Regions from separate parts of the Ovis aries genome. Here region 2 is linked to region 1. A link is a contact called in public Hi-C data. All regions are on one chromosome and are shown on one strand. Each heading gives the region's core, a stretch centred on a gene start, on an enhancer-like site or on the middle of the called end of the contact. The rest is flanking DNA. Distances are from core to core; before and after follow the strand shown.

What was found. A called contact is a pair of places that touch in the nucleus more often than the background predicts.
Region 2: a contact with region 1 is called in a Hi-C map of liver, with 7 times the contacts expected there. The contact joins two enhancer-like sites. A contact is called at or near these places in 5 of 16 Hi-C or Micro-C datasets (hypothalamus, liver, muscle and 2 more).

Annotation. Positions count from the first base shown.
Region 1 is chr9:27,624,762-27,631,517 of ARS-UI_Ramb_v3.0, reverse strand. No RefSeq gene overlaps it. Among named protein-coding and RNA genes, the nearest start is that of TRIB1, 190 kb to the left of the region's middle. Within about 2 kb of position 5,272, at least 2 of the 54 cell types and tissues checked have an H3K27ac peak or open chromatin away from gene starts, as enhancers often do. A contact at or near this core is called in liver, where this site is marked.
Region 2 is chr9:28,001,610-28,009,058 of ARS-UI_Ramb_v3.0, reverse strand. The region is part of intron 4 of NSMCE2 (NSE2 (MMS21) homolog, SMC5-SMC6 complex SUMO ligase); the gene reads left to right. Among named protein-coding and RNA genes, the nearest start is that of NSMCE2, 100 kb to the left of the region's middle. Within about 2 kb of position 5,043, at least 30 of the 54 cell types and tissues checked have an H3K27ac peak or open chromatin away from gene starts, as enhancers often do. A contact at or near this core is called in liver, where this site is marked.

The DNA of each region.
Region 1 (6,756 bases), core at 4,023-6,522:
TGGTTCAGTGCCCTCTTCCCTTCCACCCTCCCGTCTTCCCTCTCCCTACTCACTCCCCTCCACCCTTGATTCTCATTCTCTCACTAGGTCTCTCCTTTCTCTCTCATTCAGTAAGCATTAACTAAGCACTCAATAGAGGCTTCCCAGATGGCTGTAAAGAATCCACCTGCCTATGCAGGAGACTCAAGAGACTTGGGTTCGATCCCTGGGTAGGGAAGATCCCCCTCGGAGTAGGAAACAGTAACCCATAACCCATCCAGTATTCTTGCCTGGAAAATTCCATGGACAGAAGAACCTGGCGGGCTACAGTCCGTGGGGCTGCAAAGAGTCAGACATGACAGAGACGCACATACATACGAGCACTCAGTATGCCCTGGGCATATTCATCCTTGTGGGACATAAATATTGATAACTAAAATGGGCCTTTTAGGATTAACATTTAATTGTTGCTTAATTGCCATTAACCATCTACTTCATCATTACTCCCAAGACATACTGTACATTACTGTGTATCAGACACTAGGCTAAGGCGTGATCTCAGTAGATCTTCACAGATGAGGAAACTAAGGCTTAGAGAGCTTTGGTTTAGTAGTTGTGGAGCAAGGATTCAAAACCAAATCCTTCTGATCTCAGAGCCAGAGATCTTAATCACTCTGTTATAGTTACTCTTTAAAGGATCCAAGGTTATGTGAAGAAGAATCCATACTCTAATTAGGATGCTACTGCTATTTAAAATAACTACTTATTTCCTGTCTAAGTGGGGTTGCTGACTCTCCTCTCAAATTCATTGCTTCTGAAATCCCTTCAAGTTTACATTGAGAGTCTCTGTACCAGGCACTGTGTTGGGTGCTAGAGTCACAGAGATGACTGTAGCTCAGCCAGAAGCTTGTGACCTTGTAGGTGTCAGTCTTAATACCGCCATCGGCAAGATGTTCTCATAGAAGCATGGCACAACTCCGGGGGGTGCCATTCACACCACAGCTGACGGAAATGGCATCTCCTAAATTGGCCAGCGCTCTACTTGTGGGACTGTATTTGGTGTCCTTGGCCCAGTGGGATGGGAACAAGAAAGAGGGGCACGGGGTGAGGGATGGGGACCAATCGCTTTCACCTTGCAGGGCAGGGAAGCCTCACGGCTGAGGCCACTGGAGTGTGAATGCCTCAAAGCTCTACAGACTTGGATTTCCTGTTCTCTGCAGCTGGGAGGTAGGGTCAGGTTTTGAGGAAATACGTCTCTGCGTTTTGACCTGCAGAGCAGAAAGTGTATTTCGGTTTCCATTTCTGCATTAGCACCAAAGTTGCATTTTAAGTTCCTGGGGAATTTGCCCTCATTCTCATTTTTGGGTGGATGGGTAATTTCTTTCTTTTTGGGTGGTTGGTTATTGAAATTGGAGCTCACGAATCGCAAGAACCACGTCCAAAACCAGAAGATCTAGTGTGGGCAGCCTTGCAGCAGTTAAAGAATTCTCTGCCCAAATCGCAGGAGAATGAACCCACTGCAGCCCCAGAGAATGGAGCCTTCATCTCACAGATAACTGGCCCCCATCTCTCAGCATCTCCCCTCACTCTCCTCACCATCTAAGAGCACTTTATGTGTGTGCACGCAAATTTTACCGTTTCACTTGTAGCAGAAAAACAAGACATTTTTTTTTCATTTTCCTAATATAAAAGGATTTCATAATAATGCCTATTCTTTGAAGTTGCTATTTCAGACCCCTCAAGGAAGGGCATGCTGGCAATCACAGGACTGGGCTGGGCTGGTTACTGGAAGGGTGTTAAAGGTGAGGGTACAAAGGTGTTAAAAAAAAAAAAAAGCACCTGCTTTCAGCCTTCCAGGTGCTCTTCCTCCATTGCTAGCCCTGCAGCCACAGGAATGATCACTGTGGGAAAGAATAGCAGTAGGGGTGGTGGGGGTCCCCACGCCCATCACACCTTGGATGGCAGAGCAAGGACATGGGGGAGACTCTCTTCTCTTCTGCCCTGGGAGAAAGATGCTCATCAGCCTGTTGTGTGTGTGTGTGTTTACTTGCTCAGTCGTGTCTGACTCTCTGTGACCCCATGGACTTCAGCCTGCCAGGCTCCCCTGTCTGTGGGATTCTCCAGGCAAGAATACTAGACCGGGTTGCCATTTCCTCCTCCAGGGGATCTTCCTAACCCGGGGATCAAACCCACATCTCTTGAGTCTCCTGCATTGGCAGGTGGGTTCTTTACCTCTGAGCCACCTGGGAAGCCCTCTTTTCTTCTCATGCTGTGGGCTCAACAGCCAGACTGGGACCACCGGCAGTCAGCCAAGATAACCTTGTTTCAGGGGAAAGTGAGTTCTCAGGTTCAAATAGCCACCTTAGAAATCAACTATTGCAATACCTCCTGTTGTGAAGCTGAAGTGCCTCTGCTAAAGTTAACGCTGTGAAGAAAACGCTATGAACTGGGAATTCAGAGGCCCTGGATCCAGGCTGCCCCTAGCCAGCTGATTTGGGGCAAGTCGTATCATTTTCCTCTTTGAAGCCTCACCTGGAGAATGAGAGATTGCGCCGGATGAGTTGCCAGGCTCTTTTGGAGTCTGAGTCTCTGGGGCTTTGCAGTGCGTCACTTCCATTTCCAGTGTGTTACCGCATTTCTGCTTGAACAGACTGCTTCTTTGGCCCAGGGCTTCTTGGCTCCAGGTCCACTTGTCACTCCCGTGTCAGCTGGTTTCTGGCTGGGTCTGGCACATGGGAGGCACTGGACCATTGTTGAAGGGCATCGGGAAGGGAGAAATCGGAAAGGGCATTTCCTCTCCCCGCCGCCTTCAGGAGCGCGAGGCAGAGGTTGCATTTCTTTCTTGGCTCTGGCTCCTACCACGGTTCCAGCTTCTTATAGGGTGACCCCAGGCCTTGGGTTCCTATGATCCTGCCGCTTCTCACTGTCCCTCCAGCTAAGGGACTTGCTGCTATTATTAATCGTTGGGTGGCCCCATTACTTCTTGGTGGGGTTTCCAGCCTTTCCATCAGCTGCGTAGCCCATTTCCCATGTTAACATCACCTTGTTCCAATTACTCAGAGTGGGTTCTGTTTACTTTGACTGAGTAACTTTAACTTTTGCCGGCTTTACTTTGTAACAGCCATCCATAAGGATGATTTTGATAACGTGGATGATTATAACCCCTTACTTGGGATATAATCTCACGTATTAACAAAGCTTTGCTTGGGTTCTGTCATCTGAGTCTAATAATGACAGTGTGACGTAAGATGGGTATTTATCATGAATTCCACTTTACAGAAGAGGAAATGATCTCACGGAGCTCACACAGCTGGGGAGTCTTGATAGAGTTGGAACCAGAACTTGAGGCTTTTGACTTCTCATCTAGCTTTCTGCCTCTCTGCTTTTCATCATTATCCCACTCACCCCACTGGAATGGTGACTTAATGTCGGTCCTTTAGAATGGTGTTATCTAAAGTGTGGGACACAGCCCTTCAGTCGAGGATGTGTTAATTACCTGTTGCTGTGTAACAAGGGACCCCCACACTTTGTGCTTTATAGCAGCATCATTTATTATTTTGGAAATGGTCCATGCCTGCAAAGATGCTTTCTCCATTCCATGTTTTCTGAGTTGATTGTTCTTAGAGCTGGGCCAACCTGGGAGGGCTTTGAGATTATACTTTCCAATTTGAGGTGGGGCTGGCTGTGATGTGATGATAAGTAGGCCGGTGTAAAGCACTGAATACACAGGCTTCTGTCTTCAGCAGACCCAGCGAAAAAGCAGCCTCTAACCAAGGGACAAGAGCAAGGGGATGAAGCTTAAACTTTTTGTGTTAAGCTCATTAAACAAAGACTTCTCTGGTGGCTCAGATGGTAAAGAGTCTTTCTGCAGTGTGAGAGACCTGGGTTCCACCTCTCGATCTTGGGTTGATCCCCTGGAGAACGGAATGGCTACACACTCCAGTGTCTTGCCTCTGTCCGGTGAATTCCAAGGACAGAGGCGGCTGGCAGGCTGCAGTCCAGGGGGTTGCAAAGAGTCAGACGTGACTAACACTTTCACTTCTTTCGTTAAATAGAAAAGAAAATTGTCTCTTTCTCTTCATCTATATTCTTCACCCAGTGTTGAGTGTTTAACAACACACTAGAAGGTGAGGTGAGTTGCTGTACTATAGGGATTTACAATACCATTAGGAAAAACATGATTTTATATTCCTAAGTCCCCAGGGACCACATGTTTGGGCAAGAGTCAGGGTCACCATATCCATCACATCCATCACCTTTATCATCATCAATACATTATAGTTATTTATCCATGCCCACCCGGTGCTAGTCTCTTCCACCACGGCCTTGGAGTCCTTGCCAAGACTTTCGCCTGTTATTTCTGGAAGTCCCAGGGGATGACTTGTGTGTACCTGTGAACTCTGTCCTTCTGGCTCCCATGTGGTGTTTACTTTTCCCCTCTTCAGCTCCAACTGTCTGCTCTGATGTCTACGGCCAGGCTCTGGAGGCTCTTGCCAAGGCTGGTGTGTCTGCGTCAGGGCCACTGTCTCTGTCCAGCGTGTCACTGTGTTCCCTGATGATCCGGGAAAAATGCCTGCCTCTGTTTGCATCTGGTGTGTAAGATAACGCCACCTTGCTCTCAATAGACAAGGAGATTTAAATGGAATATTTCTAATTTTTGTTTTCTTTGGTTTTAACCTCTATGGTTGCAGATTCTGAGTCAAGTTCCAAGATGTAAAGAGGCTACTGAAAAACTTCTGAGCCACTGCACTCAAGCTGATCCTCTTGGTCTCGGAGATTCTAATTCATTTATTTCTGAGAGCTTGGCACTGGCTGGCTACAGACTCTGGAAGCATTCACATCATATTCATGGTCAGGGTAGGCATGACTAGTGAACGAGGCCCTGACCTTGAGTTAACTGGTAGTCAACACTAAAGAACTGATGCTTTCAAACTGTGGTGCTGGAGAAGACTCTTGAGAGTCCCTTGGACAGTAAGGAGATCAAACTAGTCAGGCCTAAAGGAAACCAACCCTGAATACTCATTGGAAGGACTGATACTGAAACTGAAGCTCCAATACTTTGGCCACCTGATGCGAAGTGAAGAGCCAGCCCATCAGAAAAGACCCTGATGCTGGGAAAGATTGAGGGCAGGAGGAGAAGGGGGCAGAGGATGAGATGGTTGGAGGGCATCACTGATTTAATGGACATGAACTTGGGCAGACTCCAGGAGATGGTGAGGGACAGGGAAGCCTGGTGTGCTGCAGTCCTCGGGGTCACAAAAAGTCAGAGATGACTGGGCGCCTGAGCAACAAGAACAGTGTTGCAAGAGTCTGTTGAGACAGAGGCTTTGTAACCAGGGGTTTTATTCATTTTAGACTTGCTCTATATCATGCTTCACACTGTCTGCCTAATGTAAAATCGTTTGTGCTCTTTTAGTATAACCGCAACTTTCTTTGAAGAACCTGTCTTAGTTTGGGTTCTCCCAAAAGCAGACCCCAGGCAGAGATTTTAAGTGCCGCAGTCAGAATGGAGGTGATCTGAGGAAGCTTCATTTGGGGAGTGAGGAACTGATCCAGGGAAAGGAGGAAGCCAGTGAATGTGCGCAAATGAGTCACTTGTTACCGTGGGCACCTGGGCCTGAGGTGTGCTACGGGCCCTTTAAGAGGCAGTACTGGCTGATCTCGAAGTTGCCCCAAGGAGGGGTAAGCTCACTGGGGTATTTATCTACTAGTTCTTGTTCTGTATCAGTTGAGGGTCACTCATGGAGGCATTATCTCCCTGGCCTGCCCCCAGAGAGGGCTGAAGGCACTACTGTGGCATAGAAAGAGCTCAGATCAAGAGATGTAGGGGTGCAAGAAGGCAGTGGAGTTTATGGGGACTGTCACCAATCTGCTGATGATCTGCGGGATGGGCTGATGGGATTAGGATGGGACATTGGTGTGTATGAAGTGCAACCATAATATTGAAAAAGAACAATAGCCTATAAAAGGACTTGACTTTTCAAGTGCATTAAATAACCAGGGTTCATATGGAGAGACCATCTTCCAGGTCAGAAGACACGATAAAATCGACCCAGGTGAAGATGCTGTTGGAGTCAGGGACCACAGCTGCCTGTACCATCTTGCATCAGAATCCCAGCCTCTGACCTATCCTTGTCAGCCGCCTTGAATTGGTAGGACACTGGACTTATTGATGACCAGGTGACAATGACAAGGGAGGTACAAGGCAGGACCCCAGAGAGAATTTTAAGGCCCTGACCAGCCAGACACAGCATTCTTGCTCTAACAGGTATCCTCTGAATGAAGAGAAATGAATCACCTCTTGTTTAAAACATGGCAAGTAGCTGAGATTATTAAGAGCAAAAATAAACTTCCTTGTCCGGAAGGGAAGGAGTTGGTCAGATACTAAGGTTTGAACTTAACTCTTTAATAACCAGACTATGAACAGACAGAGAACGGAGAGTTACTTTTCAAAATCAGATCACTCATATAAGCAAAGCTATTCGTAATTGCTGACATTTATTGAATGGTTACTCCATGCTGGGCTTTCTGCTGTGCTTTTTATGTGCCTGACTTCACTGACGCCTCACAATATCCCAGTTAGAGAGCTATTTTGAATATCTCCAGTTCCTAGATGCGGGAAGTGGCACTTACGTTCAGTAACTTGACTAGGTCCTGGGAAGAGCAAGTGCAGAACTGGGATCTGAAATCAGGTATGACTTTATGAACTTGAGGAGTTCTCTAAGATGATGACTAAGATCAAGTGTGTCCTCTTAAATGGCTTGCATATAGGTTGGC
Region 2 (7,449 bases), core at 3,794-6,293, 380 kb before region 1:
GAGTTAGAAAGTACTGACTCAGAATCGAAATAATTCCTTTATTAAAATAGCATTTCTAACCATGCGATAGGAGAGGTCTGCTGTATACAGTTGTACAGTTTATTATACACTATACAAAAGCACCTGGCTGAGGTGGCAAGGGGTGACTAAATAGCAGCCTGTGTTCTAATCTCCAAGGCATGCACCCATAGTGCCTGGAGGAAAGGGTGCCTTTTGGTAATTCACCTGCTCATTCAAATGCTCAGGGTAGGCAAGCAGAGGCTTTGTTCCATTTATCTCATGTCATGGACTTAATGTGAGGAACATTCTCTGATCTGTTTTTAAAATCCTGGGATTAAAATGTAATAATATTTTCTGGTCCAAAAATTGCATTCAGCAGGGAATGATAACAACTGGTCTTAGTTCAGTTCACTTTTATGAAATGAGGATAGGAAAGAAGAGAACATAAGTATTTGGCTTTGAAAGAGTAGACTCCTTTATGAAAAACAAGTCTTGGACATTTGTGCTCTTTTTTCTTTTTAAGCCTCTGTTCTCATCCATATTGTTTTCTGTTTTGAGAACAGTGACAGCAGAGTGCATTGGGCCTTAGAAGAATGTCTTTTCAGCCTTTATTGAATTATCTCCATCCCAACAGTGTGACGAAACTCTTCCTGTTATTAATTGCACTCTCATTTAGCCAAAGGGTTAGCCATTCTGAAAAGTGATTTGAATGTCCATATCCTTCCCAGGCCTAAGCATCTCTCTGGTATTTTGATAAATAAACATTTTTATGGACTGATTTGGCTTACATTTAGTGGCATAAACAAGAGAGTCTGCATAAGGCCTTCAAACTCTCCCTTTCTTTTCCCTTTCTCTCTTTCACTCTCTCTGTCTCTCTCTGTCTAAAGTGTTCCAAATCACATAGCTCTGGAGGTCTGTAGGCCACATTAGCCTGAAATGTGAGTTTGGTTTGGCTCACTCACTGTTATGATTTGACACACAGTGTTGTTTTTAAATGCATTTAGATAAGAGTTGTGCTTCTTAGTCACTATTCTGACCATTCCCTTTTGTCTTGTATCTGGTATACTTTAACTGTGTTACCTTGGTAGGTTTTTAAGTATGCAATTTAAAATCCTTAGTAGGATATAAGTCTGCCATCCTTGCTGTACATTTAGGATTCCCTGTGATCATAGAATTAAAGCTTGATACAGTCCCTTGATCATAGAGTTAAAGCAGGAAACCAGAAGATATTAATAAAATTCTGCTCCTGAGAGTTATTTAGAGAAGCATTTTACATTGAATAAATAATATTTTTACTTCTAGTTTTGAAATGTTTTTTAATATTATCATTTCACACATATCATACCCCAAGCATTCCTCATATTGAATTACCATTAACCTGGATTGGACCTTATAGCAAGATAAACATCAGGTTGGTAGACAGAATTAGAATACTGTATCAAGGTTTAGAGTACCAAGGGTCAGTAGTAGCCCAGTCACTTCCAGCCAGAATATACACAAACAGTGAGGTCAAGACGAGTCATAGGTCAGAGCAAGGTAGACAGACTAGAAAATTGTAATAGCCTCCAGGGCTCATGGGAAAAGGAGAACCCAGATTTTGGGCCTCTAAGGACACCAGGAAATACACAAACATGAAAGGGATGATATCAGAGTTGGCAGAAAAGGAGGCTGGAACTGAGCAAGGCAGCTAAGTGTTGGGGGCCTGCTGTCCAGACAAAGGGACTAAGGGTCCTTGGCAAGGAAACAGATCACTGGGGGTGTCAATACAGGGCATGGTATCAAAGAAAGGAGTCTGCCACAGAGCAGCCTCGTTTGTTTAGATTTTTCTTTTTAATTAATAGACATTTTTTAAAAGACCAGATTTAGGTTTACAGAAAACTTGAGCCTATAGTGCAGAGATTTTTTGATATGCCCCACCCCTGAAGCTGCCATTTTTAACATATTGCATATTTGTGTGTTATATCAGTTACAGCTGATGAACCAATGTTAACACATTCAGTTCAGTTCAGTTGTTCAGTCGTGTCCGACTCTTTGCGACCCCATGAACTGCAGCACGCTGGCCTCCCTGTCCATCACCAACTCCCAGAGTCCACCCAAACTCATGTCCATTGAGTCAGTGATGCCATCCAACCATCTTATCCTCTGTCGTCCCCTTCTCCTACTGCCCTCAGTCTTTCCCAGCCTCAGGGTCTTAAAGTCCATCATTTCCATTAGAACTCAGTCTTTGTATTATACTGTTCTATGGGGCGTTTTGGTGGTAAAATATGTGTAACATGAAACCTATCATTCCAGCCTTTTTTCAGCCTACAGTTCAGTGGCATCGAGTTCATTCATCTTGTTGTACAGCCATCATGACTATCCCTCTCTCACACCTCTGAAACTATACCCATCAAATGTGCCCCTTCCCACTCCTGACTCCTGGTAACCACTGTTCACTTGGTTAGATACCTCATATAAGTAGAATTATACAGCACTTGTCATTTTGTGTCTGGCTTATTTCATTTAGCACAGTGTCTTCAAGGCCCATGCTGTAGCATGTATCCGAATTTCAGTCCTTTTGAAGGCTGAATAATATTCCATTGCCTGTATATACCACATTTTGTTTATCCATTCAGCCATCAACAAATACCACCTAAGAACGCTAATGCTGCTAATGGACTTTGGTGTACAAATATGTTTTCAACTCCTGCTTTCAATTCACAACTAGAAGTGGGGCTGCTGAATCAAATGGTCTGTGGGTGTTTGATGCATAATGTCATGTATCCACCAGTGTAATATAAAGAATAGTTTCATTGACCTGAAAATTTACTTCAGCTCTTCGTCCTCCCCATCTTTGTCTCTGCTTAAATTTTAAAATGTTCCTTCTGTGAAGATTTAATTACTATTTATACTTCTCTCAATATGGAACTTTCAGGTAAAGATGAGTAGAATCCCTGGGATTAATAGAATTAGTGAAATCGGGGAGCAAGGGAGTCAGAAAGCAAGAAATTCTGATAGATTATTTTTCATCCCTTAGGCTTTTGCTGGTGAAACTTACCTATACAATAAACACAGGGGTAACAGATACAGAGCTTTAGAATGCATGAGTTTCAAATAAGATGTTTTATGGGGAGATAGTTTTATAATTTACCTGTTTATTTCAGAGAGCTGTATTAATCATCTGCTATACGTCAAGCCTTGAGCTAGATGCTTTCTGTGGAAGTTAAGATGCCATTCATGCAAGTCAGAGGCGATGTTAGGAATTTCTACCTTTAGCATTGACTGAGCAACCCCTTCACAGTTGTTCCCCAAGAACTGTGTTGCGAAAGATGTCTGTTATGTAGCTACACTTGGACTAGGCTTTTTTCAGTTCACTCTCAATAGCTTTTGAGCCCCCATTATAATTTTCAGGGAGTCCACGTGTTCCTGGCATCTTGATAGGAGAACTAACTGGTCGGCTTTCTGACTCAGAGTGACTGTCCTTGGCCCAGTGCTATCATTACAGCTGTGCTGAGGTGCTCCATGTGGCTGTTTTCCAGACTTGCCTTGCTCAGATTACCATTTCTCTGTCTTCTCCAGTTGCTTGCTGACCTAGGCTTTTCCACTATACTTCCTTTGTGCTGGTGCCCCATTAAAATGTAGGTGGGAAAAAAGAGCAAGCATTTACTGAGATACAGGGTGAAGAGGAGAGGGTTCCGTGCTTCAGGTGGCTGTGCTTGTGATAGCAGTGGTCTCCACGTTTTTTGTTTTCTCCTTTGGGGAGGAGCACACCCTTGTGATATTTTATTTATTCATTTTTATACATGGTCTGCATAATGTCCATATGTACATTACTAGTGAAACCTAGTCTTACTCCCCCTCATTGTTTAGACAAAAGTTCATTTTAAATAAAAATTACAAGAGTTTGCATCCTGGAGCGCATGCTTCTTACTCTGAAAACCTGGACTGGGACAGTTAGCTGTAATATTTCTTCGCTGAGTATAACAGCTAACCACTGTATACAACTGTAGCATTGATTCTGTAGATAAAGCTAAGGATTCTAACAGCTTTATCTAGACTTAGATTTCTAACAGCTTTAAATAGACAGGTAGCTTTAATTAGAGGAAAGTCCTAGCATCTGTTCCGTAGTCAATGTGTTACTCAAGTGAGTGGCTGTTGCACTTTTCCCTTTGCTAACCATGGGTTTGTTTTCTATATCTGTGAGTCTGTTTTGTAAATTAAGTTCATTTGTATCATTTTTTTAGATTCCACATATAAGTGATATATGATGTTTGTCTTTCTCTGTCTGACTTATTTACTTAATATGATAATCTCCAGATCCATTCATGTTGCTTCAGATGACTTTGTATCATTCTTTTTTTATGGCTGAGTAATATTCCATTGTGTGTATATACTGTATCTTCTGCATCCATTCATCTGTTGATGGACATTTAGGTTGCTTCCATATCTTGACTGTTAATAGTGCTGCTATGAATATTGGCGTGTATATATCTTTTTGAATTAGAACAACTAATGTTCTTTAGACACCCTGTGAGTGTTTGTATTCCCAGACTCTGACCATTCACTGGGTGGATACTGCCTAATGATTCACTTAGTATCTGTTGTCCGCATTTCCTGCTGGTTTTGCGGGATACTTTTTAAGCAGTTTAGTTCCCTGTGGCTGCACCATCAGCAGGTTGTGACTCTTAATACAAAGCCAAATAAAATCCATGAACAACAATCCACTAAAGGTACTTTAATGGTACAAACTTTTATATGAATCTTTAACAGAATCCTCTCTATGTAGTTGCTATTTGGGGTCTGGAGGGGTGGACAGTCAGGAGATGAAAGAATAAGTTGCATTTAGTGTTTCCAGTGTTCCAAAGCTTGGATATAAATGAAAGATGATCATTTAATTTATCTGGCTAGATTCCTGTGCCTAATGGCTGCATATATACCATAAACACTGTGAAGAAGCAACCATGGAAACACTTGTTTTCTTGTTGGGCTAAATTTACTCTGGGTTGAATATTAGCACAGTGCCTGGCAGTACTTTAAAAGCAAAAATAGCTTAAGCGTGACTCACTCTGAGTCATTTACTGCTAGTGTGGCTATACTGCCTAGAGCTTGACATTGAACGAGTTGGCAGCCTGTATTGCTACATTTTTTCTAGGAACTCTGAACACATTTCATTCTTGTGAATTCGCTTGTGCAAGATATTAAATAGAGTAATATGTTTATTTTGTTTCAAAGTCAAATGAATTTGAGAATGGTGAAACTGAAGTATTTTTCTTGGGCTTTCTGGAAAAGCCAGATTCTCAGAATTCTCTTGTGGTTAAGGACTTACTTTATTTTATAAAGAATTAATCAGATGTCATGGAGATTTTGTTTTAGATGCTTGGGCTTTTCTGATCAAAAACATCAGACTGCCATGAAACCCACTGCAAAAAACAAGCCTAAGCTTTACTACCAAGTTCAATTCATTAATTTTCCAGCATTAGCTGACAAGATGGATTGTTCCATTCAGACAGCTTTTTCTTTTACTATTTCTTACCACTTCTTTAAAAAAAAAAAAAAAAAGGTACAATGAGGCATGCAGCATAGCTTGCCTTGGGTTTAGTTGGGTATATGACTGTAAACTTCTTTCTTATTATTAAAGGTTATATAATGGGACGCTTATTGGTTTTGAAAGGCAGACCAAACCCACCCACAGGATTTCTGTTGGCTCTTTAAATGCATTGCGTGTCCTTCCCTGGGTAACCCCTGTGGTTGAGGAAGGAGTGAGTGGCTTGTTGGCTGACTGCAGGAAAGCCTCTGAAGGTTTCAGCTGATCTCATCTGGGCTGGGGTCAGAAACAGCTAGGAATCTAAAAGTACATATATGAGGATGGTTTTCCCTTGATGTTGCAATCTTTAACATGTTTTTGTGTTTAGTTTCTGGAGTTGCCCAACAATATAATTTCAGTTGAAGCTTAGTTTCAGCTCTTTTATTAAAATATGAACTGTGGAGGAAGAGGATTTCTTTTTTTTTTCTATTTAAGGGCACTGTCATTTTGTAGTAGAATTCAGTGATTTGTATAGAAAGCCAGCCTAAAACCAAGATGAGCCTAAGCTAATGCTTGATATTATTTTGAAATTGTTTTACCATAAAATTCTTACATGAAGATAACTCTGGCAGAGAATTTCAACATAGTTGCATAAATGGTGTTTCATATTACAACTTGTTCTCTGCTTGACTTCATTGAAATTAATAAAAGGACTCTTTCAGAAGGATCTGGTGAGTTAGCATCATTATTTAAAAAAAAAAAGGAAAGGACTTACTCATAATGTATCCTGTGTTGCTAAGTTTTCAAAGTTAGCTATCTTGACCACACCCAAAAAGCCCTTTCATAAGACTGAAATCCACTTATTCATTTATGCTGGCTTAGAATTTTCTTCCCAGTAAAATAAAAAGTAGAAGAGCTGAGCTCGATGTGAAGTTTCCCTGAGATATAGGATGGTTTCATGAAGAACTAACATTTGGAAATTGAGTTGCTGCCAAATCTTGAATGTAATATGTGGTTCCTTATTCTGTGGTTAAAGAGATCCTGTAAAGCTGGGCTTTCTGATTTGGGCTTGCTGGGTGTTAAAAATATCCCAAGGTGCTTTCTGTACCCCCAAAGGGGTACCACCACCCTGCTGTAGATCTAGAAGAGCAGATGCCAGTCCAGGCATAGCCTTCGCTTGTGTCTCAGTCATGTGGTCTCTCTGCTGCTACATTTTGGCAGCATATAAATGAGTTAGTAATTTGTATGGCTTGAAAATTAACAAGTTTTAGTTAACCAGCCTTTTTTGGGTTGCAAACTGAGAAGGCCTATTCTAAATGGGCCTCAGCATAGCCTAGTAGCCACTGTTACGCAGTTACGTAGACGTGCTTTGTCCGTAGAAATGTATTAATTAAAACAACATAAAGACTTCACACAGGGTCTGGCACAAAGTAGGCGCTTAATAAAAGCTCATTAAATCTGAATTTATTTATGCAGCAAATATTACAGCCTTATTTGATCCACAAAGCTTTGTTCTTTTCCTTTCTTTCATTCCTGTTCTTAAAACGTTTATGAACTCTTATTATATGCCAGAAACTATGAGATATTTGAGACAAAAAATTAGTAAGTCTTCAAGAAGTATATTCTTAACTTGGAAAGGCAAGTTATTAAGTACATTAGTCATATGCTTTCTTTCTTTTTAAGTTTGGTTACAAGAATTTTGTTACCTTGCAGTTAACTTTAAAAAAACCAAACAAACACAGTGACAGCCATTGCCCTTCTTCAAGCACTTCCTGTGTAGCCAGCTCTGTTCCGGGTGCTGTGAGCTGGGTAGTGGTATCATCTCCATTTTACAGAAGGGGATATGGAGCCTCACAGAAGTTGAGCAACTCGTTCAACTTCATATTCATGATTCAAACCCAGGAAATCTGGCTGCAGAGTCCATGCCCTTAGCCATTACGTAAACT